2 separate regions of the Mus musculus genome follow, and region 1 is linked to region 2. Evidence: chromatin contacts called from public promoter capture Hi-C data. All regions are on one chromosome and are shown on one strand. The core of a region is the stretch at or near the end of the contact, and the rest is flanking DNA. Distances in the headings are between cores, read along the strand shown.

What was found. Capture Hi-C pulls out chosen DNA fragments and counts their contacts.
Region 1: a promoter capture Hi-C map of adipose tissue shows a contact between it and region 2. The contact joins two enhancer-like sites. A contact is called at or near these places in 3 of 39 promoter capture datasets (the 3T3-L1 cell line, epiblast stem cells and hippocampal neurons), 3 of 484 Hi-C or Micro-C datasets (brown adipocytes, colorectal tumor organoids and uterus), 1 of 115 datasets of contacts at active chromatin or transcription factors (embryonic stem cells) and 3 of 9 other capture datasets (adipose tissue, liver and pancreatic islet).

The regions. Positions count from the first base shown.
Region 1 is chr2:59,808,486-59,812,196 of GRCm38.p6, reverse strand. The region is part of intron 16 of Tanc1 (tetratricopeptide repeat, ankyrin repeat and coiled-coil containing 1); the gene reads right to left. Among named protein-coding and RNA genes, the nearest start is that of Wdsub1, 72 kb to the left of the region's middle. Within about 2 kb of position 1,961, at least 15 of the 459 cell types and tissues checked have an H3K27ac peak or open chromatin away from gene starts, as enhancers often do. A contact at or near this core is called in adipose tissue, where this site is marked.
Region 2 is chr2:59,744,468-59,747,864 of GRCm38.p6, reverse strand. The region is part of intron 4 of Tanc1 (tetratricopeptide repeat, ankyrin repeat and coiled-coil containing 1); the gene reads right to left. Among named protein-coding and RNA genes, the nearest start is that of Tanc1, 130 kb to the right of the region's middle. Within about 2 kb of position 1,909, at least 49 of the 459 cell types and tissues checked have an H3K27ac peak or open chromatin away from gene starts, as enhancers often do. A contact at or near this core is called in adipose tissue, where this site is marked.

The sequences.
Region 1 (3,711 bases), core at 712-3,211, 64 kb before region 2:
ATGTGGAAAGAGAGTGTGTTTGTGTGATAGTGTGTGTGAGTGTGTGAATGTGAGAGTGTGTGTGTGTGTGTGCATGTGAGTGTGTGTGAGAGTGAGTGTGTGAGTGTGTATGAGAGTGTGTATCTGTGTGAGTGTATGAGTGAATATGTGTGTGTGTAGAACAGAGGAAAAGGTACTCAGAAATGTGAGAATCTAGCAAACAAGCTGACTGATTCTTACAATACAGTTAAACAGGTTCATCACTCCCTACAACACCACTTGACTCAAGTACAATTAAGTGCAAAGGTATTTAAAAACTGTAAGTTTAAATAAAAACAATGACTTTTTTCTTTAAAAAAAAATCCCTTCTGAATAACTAGATCAGTATGGAAAAAACAAACAACATTATGCTGAAGAAATGCGTGGGTGTTTATAAAGGCCTGGGAAATCAGTTTGAAACAGGATGCATACACATAAATACAAACTCCTAAGGCCCACCACAGGACAAGCAGGAATAGCGTGTGACGATTTTGCTGGCCAACTACACGTTCCCTCCCTATCCTTTCCTGATATACAAGAACCTAAGGGGGGAAAAAAGAGAGGCTAAATGATCTGAATAAGTGACTCTCAAACAGTCTTCATTTTTTAGTGTTCCAGGTCCCTCTAGGATGTGAGCAGTGTCTCCCCACCCTCTCAGCATGGTCTCTTTGGAAACCTTTGGTGGAGATTTGGACTTTCCAGGGCCTGGAGATCTGGCAACCTAGCTTCCCAAGAGAATGGACTTGGCAGGCAGGGCTGTAAAGATACCAGGTGACAAATGCACCCACAGACACACTGGGGCAGGCTTAGAATCAGATCTCCCGCCATCCTCTGTGTCCCCAGCCCTCCACTTCCCAGCTGAAAAATGAGAACAAATGTACCATTGCCAAGGTGGCTGAAAAGATTAAAAATGAGTGTCAAAATAATAACACTCCCTTCCCCACCAAGGAGAGAGGGAGGCAGGGGGAGGGAAGGAAGGAGAGAGGGTGAAGGAAGGAGAGAGAAAGACAGAGACTGACTTAGCACTACACCCAGCATTTCAAGAGTTAAATAAATATATGTAGCTACTGTTACCCGTCACCATTTTGTGGAGTCTTCAGAGGGAGGTCCCTGGAGACCCGTCTCCCACCTACACTGTCTTGTGTGCAGCCCTAGACTATCCACAGCCCAGAGCAGCAGGCTGGCAGCCCTTACATGAGTTACAGCTACCGTCTCAAAGATCCCCAGTGCCTGCAGCCTGGTGCGGTCACAGTTTCCAGAGCTGAGGGGAGCAGCAGTAAAAACAACTCACCTGGGCACATGAGCCATGCCAGGCACGTCCCCAAGGGCTTCCCCTGCCAGCTTCTGACCCCTGGGAGATGCCAGTTTTGTTGTCTCCATTTCAGAGGTGAGGACCCAGAGGCTCTGAGCGGGTAGGGCAAAGATAGCTCAGGACACAAAGCTAATTGCTGTCCCTGGAGCAACAAGGACACACAGCAGGGTTGTAGCAGATACTATGTGGCCATACTATGTGGCCTACAGGAAAGGGGGAGAGGACTCATCCTATACACTCCTGCCCATCTGCAGGAGACTTCAGAGTCTTCACCATGGAAGCTCTCTTTAGCTAACACTCCCAAGTGGCAAGGCCACCTAGCAACTTATGGAGACACAGGAGGGTAGTGAAGCGCCCCTGACAATGAGGACCCGGAGAAGCACCAGCCAACTCAAGCTTACAGAAGCAGGGACATTGAAAAGTCTGTCCTCCTTGATTGTGGCCCGAGGTACAACCTCCCTGAGCCCAGCCAAGGAAAGTCAGGCCACGTCGCTGCTTTTTTATACCTGGTCTCCTCTCCTTTCAGGAGAGAAAAACATCAGAAGCCAAATGCTCCCAGATCTATGGGCAGGGGCTGGCACCAGCCATATGACAACACTTGAGGCAAGAACCAGCTGGGCAGGAGCCTGGAGGCTCGTGTGGCAAGGATCCCAGTGGGCCACGCAGGCACAGGCTGCCATGACCCTGGCCACAGGGCTAGCCATCACCAGCATGCTTCCGAAATTACCAAGCCCTCATTTCGGAGCAAGTCATTTTAATTTGCCAAAGTGGCAAACTGCAATTATTTTCAAAATGACATTCATTCCTGTATGACAACAGTTAATACTCTCTAAAAACAGTTCCTTAATTGCATGCATAATTTTAAATTACTGTAATTTGTTCAATATTCTGTGAAAACCGTTTTCCCCCTCATCAAAGACTTACAAAGACAAAACAGGAAGATAATGAAGGGACTTGAGAATTTCAGAGCCAAGCTGGGTAAATCTGGGGATGGTGCAGAGGTAGGTAACACTGGAATCTTATAAACTAAAAACGAACACCTCAAAATAGCTAGTGTGTTCCGAGGAAAGCAGGCAGCCTAGCGAGGAAGGCCTTTTAATCCAGTCTTGAAAACCCGTGTTCAAGAGAGTGTGACATTTCCCATCCACCCTTCTCCACACTTACAGCCTATGTAAATAAATGTCTATCCCCATGAATTCATTAAAGTATGGAGGGCAGGTGCTGCCAGCCTACTCCTTCTGTTCTTTTATAATTTACTAATTTTACAGATAAGCCAAAAGCTTGCTAGACTCAGAAAGAGGACCAATGTTATAGTCACTTAAACCTGATTTCTTTTTTTTTAATTAGATATTTTCTTTATTTACATTTCAAATGCTATCCCGAAAGTTCCCTATACTCTCCCCACACCCTGCTCCCCTACCCACCCCCTCCCACTTCTTGGCCCTGACATTCCCCTGTACTGGGGCATATAAAGTTTGCAAGACCAAGGAGCCTCTCTTCCCAATGATAGCCAACTAGGCCATCTTCTGCTACATATGCAGCTAGAGATACGAGCTCCGGGGTACTGGTTAGTTCATGTTGTTGTTCCACCTATAGGGTTGCAGACCCCTTCAGCTGTTGGGTACTTTCTCTGGCTTCTCCATTGAGGGCCCTGTGTTCCATACATTAGATGACTGTGAGCATCCACCTCTGTATTTGCCAGGCACTGGCATAGCCTCACTCGAGACAGCTATATCAGGGTCCTTTCAGCAAAATCTTGCTTTAAACCTGATTTCTTATAAAATCCACGTGGAAAAAAATTCACAACACAACAACCTTTTCTTGATGTCTAAATTTAGAGTCATCCACTTTAGGAAAACCTCCATCTGGAAAGCAAGGGATACCTGGGACAAGGGACAGCAGTGTGAATCTGCATGCAAGGTTTAGTGAGGAAAAAGGCATTGAAAGCTACGAGCCTAAAGGGAGAGACTGTGTGCAGGGTCCCAAGGAGCACGGGTATATTGCAGCACACCAGGGTACCCAGATAAGGACAATGCTGAAGCTGCACAGCAGAGATTGGGAGGCCACAGGTAGCCTTTTTATCCCTACAAACCCTATCTGTATCCACCGAGAGGCAATAGACTCTCTTGGCAAGATCCTATGCCAGCAGTGTAGTGGGTGATCCTTCCAGACTCACCCACTGCTAGGTTCTCCCTGGTACCCCCGATCCTTGGACATGCATGTGATACCCCCACTTTTCAAACTCATCAGGGACAGGAAGAAGGCAGAGCACCCCAAAGCAATGGGGAAGGCTCCACAAGTCCACACTCCAGAGCCACAGCTGAGGGATGTGTCGAGGGTGCTGTGAGGAACAGCAGGCACGCCAGGGTTCAGGAGTGCTC
Region 2 (3,397 bases), core at 660-3,159:
AAAGTTCTGGGTTTGGAGAAAGACCATAGGTTTCCAGGGCTTCGGGATGCAGCCGACTATAACAGAACATATGAATATACTGGGACGCAGAACCGCTCTCTGTCTTCATTGTGCCAGCATTTACACAATTCCAATGCATTTGTTGAAGCTGAGGCTCTGTGCTGAGAAATGTCCCTATTTCCTCTTCTCCCTTTCCTTTGGCAAGGGATGTGGACATGTGTGCAGAGTAACTTAGAAAGTTTTCACGAGGCCTTCAGGCAACACTGTGTTAGAAGTGTGTAATAAGGTAAGACACGTCCCCAATCAAGTCACTTGATTTCTAGAGGCTTACAGAAACTGGGGTTAGGATAAGAAACCTAAGGTGAGGAACCAACTGGAATCATCCAGACAGGTCCCACACACATGGGTGTTAGTATGAGAAAGGAGGGGATAAGACTGCCACAGAAGTAGAGAGAGGAGGGTGTGGCCATCAGGAGCTACAGAAGGTAAGCATTTTCCCAGACAAGTACTCTATGGACGGTGCCTGCGGCTCAGAGAGACAAACAGCTGAAACCACCAAATGGAGATAACACGCCACCGTAGCCCCAGGAAACACCTACACTTCAATACCAACATGGGAGCACCACCATGCCCAACTCCTCCCAGCCCCTCCCCCACGAGGGGAACTTCATGGCACCAAGGTACTTGAAGGTAATGTGCACTGCTAAAAAGAAAGGGCAGTAGGTATCTTGTTTCAACTATTATATGTTTGACGGGGCTCCGTACTCGAAGCCAACTTTAATCCTGACATAGTAACACGCATTTTCTGTCCCTAATCTCACCTCTCCTGCGTTGAGTTTATCAGCTGTCCTACAACCTAAGCAGAGTTTACACTAAATGAAGAGCTGAAATAAACTCAGAGCAGCAACACGATAGTTATTTAGGAGCATGCTTGTCACTTCTACCACAACCACAGAGTATGTCTAGTAGAGAATTCCTAGTCTTAAAAAAAAAAAAAAAAGAAGTGTAGTAAACGGTAAAGACTGAGCCAGCCTTCACGTCCTACCAGAATTGTGTGAGTCTCAGTCTCAGGTGATATTCATGTTAAATATGATTTTAGATTAATTAATAAATGCAAGGCTCAGAAACTGAGTTTAAATGCTATGGAAAACATGCTCTAAATTGTAAATAGAAAACACTGAAAGCAATGTAAGATTCATTTTAGAGATGAAAGGCTCATCTTAAAATAGTCTCTCGACCTGGTGAGGTCAAGCCTTCCTTTCAAAATATTAGTGGAAGGAAAGGGATTCTTGAACTCCAGGTCCCTCCTTGTTCTCCAGCTCCTACCCAGGTGGCAAGGCTACCCATCATGCATCATTGCCCATGTCCTTGAAAGTACAAGGCAGCTCGCTGCTGTGCTGTGTTGGCTGTCTTGAGGAAGCACGCTGGCCTCAACCACAAAGCCATCTCGGCAGTCAGGACCTTACTGTACAGGGTCAGTAAGTGGAAGAGCAGACTGGGCTTGTGTCTGACACACAGGCTTGATAGTGAGATCTCTGAAAAGCACACACCTTCTGCGCGCTGAAACATCTGCAGACACCATGCAGTGATGTTCTGGGCGGGGCGATTAGTCACCATTCCCCTGGCAGGGACCCAGATCACTGCAACCTCCTCAGCAGTGGGGCTGACTCTGTCAGTGTTCTGGGTTCAAGACAACAGAAAGGCGGCTTTCTACCCTGAACACACCACAGCCCAGGTGCCTGCGGGGCTTTTATTAGCGAAAGCTGCTACAATGTATCTGATTATCCTACTAAAGCTGAGTGAGATTGACATAAGGTTGAAGCTTTCAAAAACGTGTGTGCACAGGATAGCCATGCCTGTGTTCACGCAGAGGCCAGGAGAGGGCACCGGGTCCCTCAGAGTTGGGGCTAGAGTTAACAGGCACTTGCCAGACAAGAATGCAGGAATCCAAACTCCTTGTGTCCTTGTGACTGAGCAGAAACCACTGTTAATCCCAGGTTACTTCCTTTTGTTTTTAGAACAACTATAACTCATGTATCTTTTATCTAAACTTGGTAATAACACAATATATACCAAAGTAGCGGCCTCCCTTTAAAGAACAAAACTATTTTTCTTTTTAAAACTTGCTGCTTGAACAGTTAAGAGTTTCAGAATTTAGAAGGCATTGTTCCTGGAAGACTCAGTATTTACCACAAGGTGGCGCTGCTCCGATGCCAGTTTCAGACAAAAGCTCTGAGGCTTGCTGGGAAAGGTTTCTTCACCATCAAGGCAAGAAATGGTCGCCACCCTAAGCAGGATGAAGTCCTGGATGTTTTTAAGGTTTTAGGTAACACGTATATGCTTAGCAGTTACACTAAGGAGTTCAGTCTCAGAGGCAACAACTTCCTGCCCATTGTACACTTGGCCTAACAGAACAGACCCTGGATAGCCGCAGCACACCCAGCTTCACGGAGAGCCACCCAGGCACCAAAGCGGATGCAAAGGCCTGAGTGCTCCTCGTTACTCAGGGGAAAATCTGAAAGTCCGTGCACACTTAAATCTGTACTGGAATAAATGAACGGGGAAAGAGACAGCTCTCAAGATACAGAATAATCGCCAACAATTTATATAGATACTCCATGCTCAGAAGTGACGGGCTTTGCTCCAAGCCTTACCTGTGGGCTTCGCACAGTGCCCATGCAGAGAATAAAGTGTCTTCTTTATGTGGTGGACGGAGACAAGGAGAGAAGAAGACAGGGTAGGTTCAGTGTAGAAAGTGAACAGCCACAACCTTGGCTGGATGACGAAGATCAACCAAGAGAGGCGAACTACACTGTTGGTACACACCTTCGACTCCGCGGGATAAAGAGGTCACCCCAAACTCCTAAGTCCTGGCTGATGGTGAGAAAAACATCAGACACGTTCCAATAAGCAGGCACTCTACAAAATATCATACCCAAGCCACCAGGGTCATTAAAACAAAGAATGTCTGAGAAACTGTCACAGTCAAGAATATATGGAGATGCCTCTAACCCCAGCAGAGGCAGGCTCATCTCTGAATTCGAAGTCAGCCTGATCTGTAGAGAAAGAAATCCTGTCTCAGAAAACCAAACCAAACCAACGGACAAAAAGGTATCTATGGAGACATGATCTCTGAACGTGATATGATAATGTGGGCCAGAAAAAAAGTGAATTAGAAATGGTGGGAAAAAAAAAAAAACCCCACAAATACAGACTTTAGTAGGTATCACTGTTGGTTCACTAATTATATCAAATGTATCACACAACGTCTGTGTTAATGAGAGATTGACCATAGACCATATGGAACTTCTTAGTACTGTTCTTTTGACCTCTTCTATAAGCCTAAAATACTCCAAAATAAATGTTTATATATTAAAAAAAAAATAAAGTCAAAGGG